Linked DNA regions of Mus musculus: region 2 is linked to region 1. Evidence: chromatin contacts called from public HiChIP or PLAC-seq data. All regions are on one chromosome and are shown on one strand. The core of a region is the stretch at or near the end of the contact, and the rest is flanking DNA. Distances in the headings are between cores, read along the strand shown. Region 1 holds the start of Rimkla (ribosomal modification protein rimK-like family member A). Region 2 overlaps Hivep3 (human immunodeficiency virus type I enhancer binding protein 3).

What was found. HiChIP or PLAC-seq counts read pairs in DNA pulled down with a chosen protein or histone mark.
Region 2: a contact with region 1 is called in an H3K4me3 HiChIP or PLAC-seq map of forebrain, with 6 times the contacts expected there. The contact joins the enhancer-like site here to the promoter of Rimkla in region 1. A contact is called at or near these places in 1 of 39 promoter capture datasets (embryonic stem cells), 1 of 15 datasets of contacts at CTCF or cohesin (the NIH/3T3 cell line), 5 of 115 datasets of contacts at active chromatin or transcription factors (embryonic basal ganglia, embryonic forebrain, forebrain and 2 more) and 1 of 9 other capture datasets (liver).

Annotation. Positions count from the first base shown.
Region 1 is chr4:119,491,233-119,493,932 of GRCm38.p6, reverse strand. Rimkla (ribosomal modification protein rimK-like family member A) reads left to right here and starts at 1,335. Exons shown (of 5, transcript NM_177572.4): 1 at 1,335-1,636. The coding sequence starts at 1,474.
Region 2 is chr4:120,126,789-120,129,496 of GRCm38.p6, reverse strand. Hivep3 (human immunodeficiency virus type I enhancer binding protein 3) reads right to left here. Exons shown (of 9, transcript NM_010657.3): 7 at 1,135-1,221. Among named protein-coding and RNA genes, the nearest start is that of Edn2, 33 kb to the left of the region's middle. Within about 2 kb of position 1,301, at least 50 of the 459 cell types and tissues checked have an H3K27ac peak or open chromatin away from gene starts, as enhancers often do. A contact at or near this core is called in embryonic basal ganglia and forebrain, where this site is marked.

The sequences.
Region 1 (2,700 bases), core at 86-2,585:
GGCTGGCTTACAGGCTCAGAGGTTCCGTCCATTACCATCAAGGTGGGAACATGGCAGTATCCAGGCAGGTATGGTGCAGGCAGAGCTGAGAGTTCTACATCTTCATCCAAAGGCTGCTAGTGGAAGACTGACTTCCAGGCAACTAGGATGAGGGTCTTAAGCCCACACCCACAGTGACACACCTATTCCAACCAGGCCACACCTCCAGATGGTGCCACTCTGAGAATATACAAACCATCACATTTACAGAGTGAGTTCCAGGACAGAAACTACACAGGGCTACAGGGAAGCAGGGCTACAGGGAGACAAGGTTACCCAGAGAAACCCTATATTGAAAAAACCAAAATGATGATGATGATGGCGGCGGCGATGATGATTTCAAAAAGATGTTTTAAAGAGCTGGAAACACAACTGGCTAAAGTCAACCCCATAGTTATTTAGAAATGACTAGCTAGGAGCTGTGAGATGGCTCAGAGAGTAAAAGCACTTGCTGCCTAGCCTGACTTTGATCCACATGGTGGGTTTCAGGAGAACCAGATCCTGAAAGTTGTCCTCTGATCTTCACGATCAAGCTGTGGTAACAGGCCACCAGCTCACCTTGTGCACAATAAATAAATAAATAAATAAATAAATAAATAAATAAATACATAAATAAATAAATACATAAATACATACATAAATAAATGTATAATTAATTTATTTTCAAGAACCGAATACCAGGTTTCACGCTATTGTTTGCGGGCAGAATTTGCAAACGGCTAGGACCACGGACAGTATGTACAGAGGACTGAGTTGGAGGGCGGAGGGGAAGTGGGGTGTGGACTAGGAGGAAAAAACGCGCCCTAGGGGTTCCCCTAACTCAATATGGGGGTCTTAACCTGTTTTTATGACACTGGGGTTATGATGGTCAAGCGCTGGTGCAAACTGGGGTGTAAGAAAAGGAAAAGGATCTTCGAATTATCTAAATGAAGTATCTGGTTGCTAAGACCCAACTGCCTCCATCTCCCAGCCAGGCTGCAGGCCAGGATTGGGGCAGACAGATCGCTCTTCTAAGGGTCAAGTCCAGCTGCAGAGCCCCGCCATGTGACCTTGCCAGGCTGGGAGTTGTCTTTGGAAGAGGTTGGTGGTGCAACCAAGACTCGCACTTTTCTCTGGGGGAGCAGCACCGCGCCTACCCAGCCAGTGGCCCATCGGTTCCCGGGGTCGCCCCAGCCCCGCCCGGCCGCCGCAGGCTGCGCAGCTCCGCAGGCTCCGGGCCGGGTCCTCCCCGGGCGTCGCGACGTGCTGATTGGCTGGGCGGAGGCGGCGGAGGAGGCAGCGGAGGCGGCGGCGGCGGCGTCGGCGCGAGGCGATCCGGAGCATTCGCCGGCCGGGTCTGCAGAGGCGGCTGGCGCACGGCGCAAGCAAAGCCGCGGTGCTCGCCTGGGACGCGCCAGGGGGTCGCGCGGGCGAGCGGCCGCAGCTTCGGTCGCCATGTGCGCGCAGGTCTGGCTGCTGACCGACCGGCTCATCCGCGAGGACTACCCGCAGGTGCAGATCCTGCGCGCGCTCCGCCAGCGCTGCTCGGAGCAGGACGTGGGTTTCCGGGCGGTGTTCCTGGACCAGATCGCCGTCACCGTCGTCGGCGGCCACCTAGGTGAGCTCAGCCGGGGGAGGGAGGGAGGGGCACCGGGGTCCCGTGAGCCGGCCGCTCTCCTCCTTGAGCCCGGCTCCGAGGTAGCCCCTCTGCAGCAGCCTGAGGCCAAGAGTAGAGAAGATGCTTAATTCATTTAGGAGATGAGTTAATGGGGCATTCACATTCACCTGAAGCTAAAGGCACCAAACCTCACACTGTAGATTCTCCGAGCACAGGTGGCCTGCCGGATTGGATCCCGAAATTAAAAGAACCAACCCAGAATTCACAAAATTGCTCTTAGGCAGATGTTTGGGAAACTTTTCCAGTGGTATGTATGCTCCAGTGATGAACGCCCTAGGTAGAACACTATTCTCAAACTGGGAGCCTAATTATGGGAGACAGCTGAGAAAGATTGAGATCGTCTCTGGAGGGGAAGGGGCGAGAGGAGACGATTGATGGTTTCCATTAATTTGTCCTCCTCCCAAAGAATGTTTAATTCAGATTCCAAAATAGCCAAGTACTTCCAGGCCTCACTGGTCCCTTCAGTGCCGGGTCCAGGGCAATTGAGGTGGGAGGTTGGGGGAAATGGTTATTATCCCTGACTGCCTATTCAAAGCGTTCTGTTTATTCTTATTATCTTCAATACATGCCTGCTATGTATTGCTAAGCTATCCATGACTTTGGAAACTCGTATTCACTGGCTTACAGTCTGTGTTCTCGGTAAGCCCTCCGAGGTAGCCAGCTATTTCAGGGGGTCCAGGGCTGAGGAGGGTTGGGCCGTCTTGGATGCTTCTTGGAATGTTACCCATATGTCATCTTTAACTGGTTGAGTAGAGTTCCTTCTGCAAGGGTAGGGATTCCACATCCTGAACAGACTACTTACAAGTGAGGTTTTGAGTATGTGTCCCTAAGTGAAATAGCTCAGTTTTGTACATTGTTCATCGGTAGGTGTAGTTAAACCTTACTAGGTTCAAAATGCATATACTTTGGGAGTAGTTATATGCAAGCATTAGACACTCCACATTTCAAGTGGTGTGCTTAAGTGTAAAAATACCATTTTTTAAGTTTGGGTTGCTGAAACCCTC
Region 2 (2,708 bases), core at 52-2,551, 640 kb before region 1:
ATGTAGCAGGACCATCTATGGGCTCAGTCTCTGAAAGCATCTGGAATCAGACCACTTCTCACCTGAACTGTGCTCATGTGTCTGGCCTAGATCACATCCCTACACCCCTGCTGGAGTTCTCCGCACACAGGCAGAGGACATATGTATCACTCCCATTATACTCAAGGATAGAGGATAGAGGTCAGCCAAGGCCCCCTGTCTTTCATGGTCCTTCATGGTCCCATGTCTGGGCTTATGTTACAGGGCCCTCGCCAGGACACCATCTATAGTAGCCTGGCATGCATTTTGACAACATGGGGGCCTCACATTATAATTTGTGAAGACAGTGCTTTGAGTGGATTGTTGTAAACATTGGTTTATTCAGTGTTAAAAGAAACATGATCTAACTCTTGTTAGATTGCTTCACAAACAGAAAATAAAAACCACAGCTTTCTCCTTTCTTCTCTGCCCCCCACCCCCCTGACCCACTCCCTTCTTCGTCTTGTCACACTAAGCCCTGACCCTGACTCCTGAGAATCTACAGCTAAGGTTTGTCATTCTATCTGCCGCAGCCCCTCTGGCCTCCCTCCTTACCCGTGTCCCCTGCCTTGTCTGCTATCAGTCTGCCTCTAGCTTGTTTCTGATGCTGGAGGACCATAGTCAGGTTGTAGTGATGTGTCAGGGCCGAGAAGGGATGGACCTACCCGATCTAGCTTTGCCTTTCTCAGTGACACTCGCAGTCCCACAGACCACATTGCAGGTTCCTATCAGAAGAGACTTCTAGTTAAGTGCCTGAAGATCTATCCAGGTCCCACTAAGACAACTCAAGGCACGTGTTTAGACTGTGCTTGGCACACACTGGGTGCGCCGAGTTCCCGTTGGGGCTGGCTTTCTGCTGGAACACTAGGTTATACTGAACTGCACAGTGACTGGCTCTGTGGCACTGGGGAGCATTTTATGAATTTAACATTTGCTGCTTCCCAGTTGTTCAGCAAACTAGAAGGGAGGACATAGAAGGGAAAGATGGTGGGAGGGAGAGAGAGGAAGGGGAACAGTAGTAGAAATGAGGGTGTCTGGAAAGGGGGAAGGTCAGGGGTAAGGGGGAGGGATGTGAAGTGGAGAGGGAGTTAGGGAAAGAGGAGGTTGGTACAGTACCTTCTTCGGCTTCCAGCTCCTCCAGCACCCCCGTCTCTTGGCACTTTTTGCTGTGGGCTTTCGACTTCATGTGCTTAGTCAGATTCCCTGGAAAGAAATGAGAACAGACTCATGGCCTGGTGGTAGGGGGAGGGCAATACACAGCTGCCAGGCCACAGCTCCTTACACAAGTGCCGAGGGCTGGGCAGGGGCCAAGGCCTCCTGTGCTCCAGCATGCAGCCAGACTATGCAACTGTAACTGCTACAGAAGGTCAAACACAGGAGCTGGGGCAGGGAGGGCATGCAGCTGGGGGGGAGGGGGCAGGGTACAGTGAGAACCAGAGATGCTGGTTAAAACACAGAGAAGTTGAAAGACCACTCAGGTGCATTTTTTTTCTTCTGCTTCTGTCTTATGTTTGGGCCCCGGGGCTGGTGGCACACTCAGATAAGATGATTTGCAATCTTAAATGCTGGAGTGACATGGGATTCTCATGACTAATACAGTAGCTGCGGGCTGAGAAGTTCTTCTGACCGAGTATACTACAATCAGGCCAATCCTTAGGGTCTAAGCAGAGAAAGCAGGGCATGGTTCCTTGCAGGAGCAGTGAGGTGAGCAGCAAGGGACATGAGCCCCACAGGCTCTGGGACGCAGGCTGGGACTGTCTTAGGGACAGCCCCCTCTCTGGGGCACAGTGCAGACAGAGGACTAGAGTGCTATGGGAATGGGTTGTCCAAGGCTCTGTGAAGCCCTGAGGTACTGCCCCAAGTTGTAGGCCTGGCCCCATAGGCTGGGGAACTGGAGCGATAGCTTCTGAGGCCAGGGTAACAACAACAGCAACAGTGATGTCAGGTTCTCCATGGTGCACACCTGTGACAGGCTGCAGGGTGAGGAGCTCTGTGGACAGCAGGTTCAGGGAGGAGAGGCTAAGCTCCCTGTCCTGTCCCCAGAGAACACAGACAGACGTCACAGGAAGTTCCTTTGGGTTGTGCTCTGAGGACTGTTGTATTTCCACATGGCTGATCCTATAACATGTCTGAAGCTCCCGGGGTCAGGTACGCTGTCCCATGAGCCTTAAATTGTTGAGTCTGAATGGATGGACGGAAGGAGGTAGAATGGAAAGATGGAGTCTCTGGGAACGAGTGCACAGGGGGACGAGGTATGGCGAATGGAGGAACATGGAGAGAAAGATAGAAGCATGAGGACAGATGGACACTGGAGGAGAAGCCGATGGCAGGCAGGCAGACAGAGGAGGCAAGGTCCACGGGGAAAAATAAACAGGGGAACTGGTGGAAGTTGGCCTGTAAGCAGATGGAAAGATGGGCGGCTACATGATCGGAGGATGGATGTCCACACGTGGGAATGTATGGGAGGCCAGTCCAGAGGGGAAAAGGAGAATGGGCAGACAGATAGAGCCGGGGGTGGGGACAAGAAAACCTGTGTGTGTGTGTGTGTGTGTGTGTGTGTGTGTGTGTGTGTGTGTGTGTGCGTGGGGGGGGGGCGCATGAACAGGGACACTGTTAGATGAGTAGACAGGAGACAGAGCTAATGGGAAGAGAGATGGACAGACAGATGAACATAGCCTAACCAAGGGTGA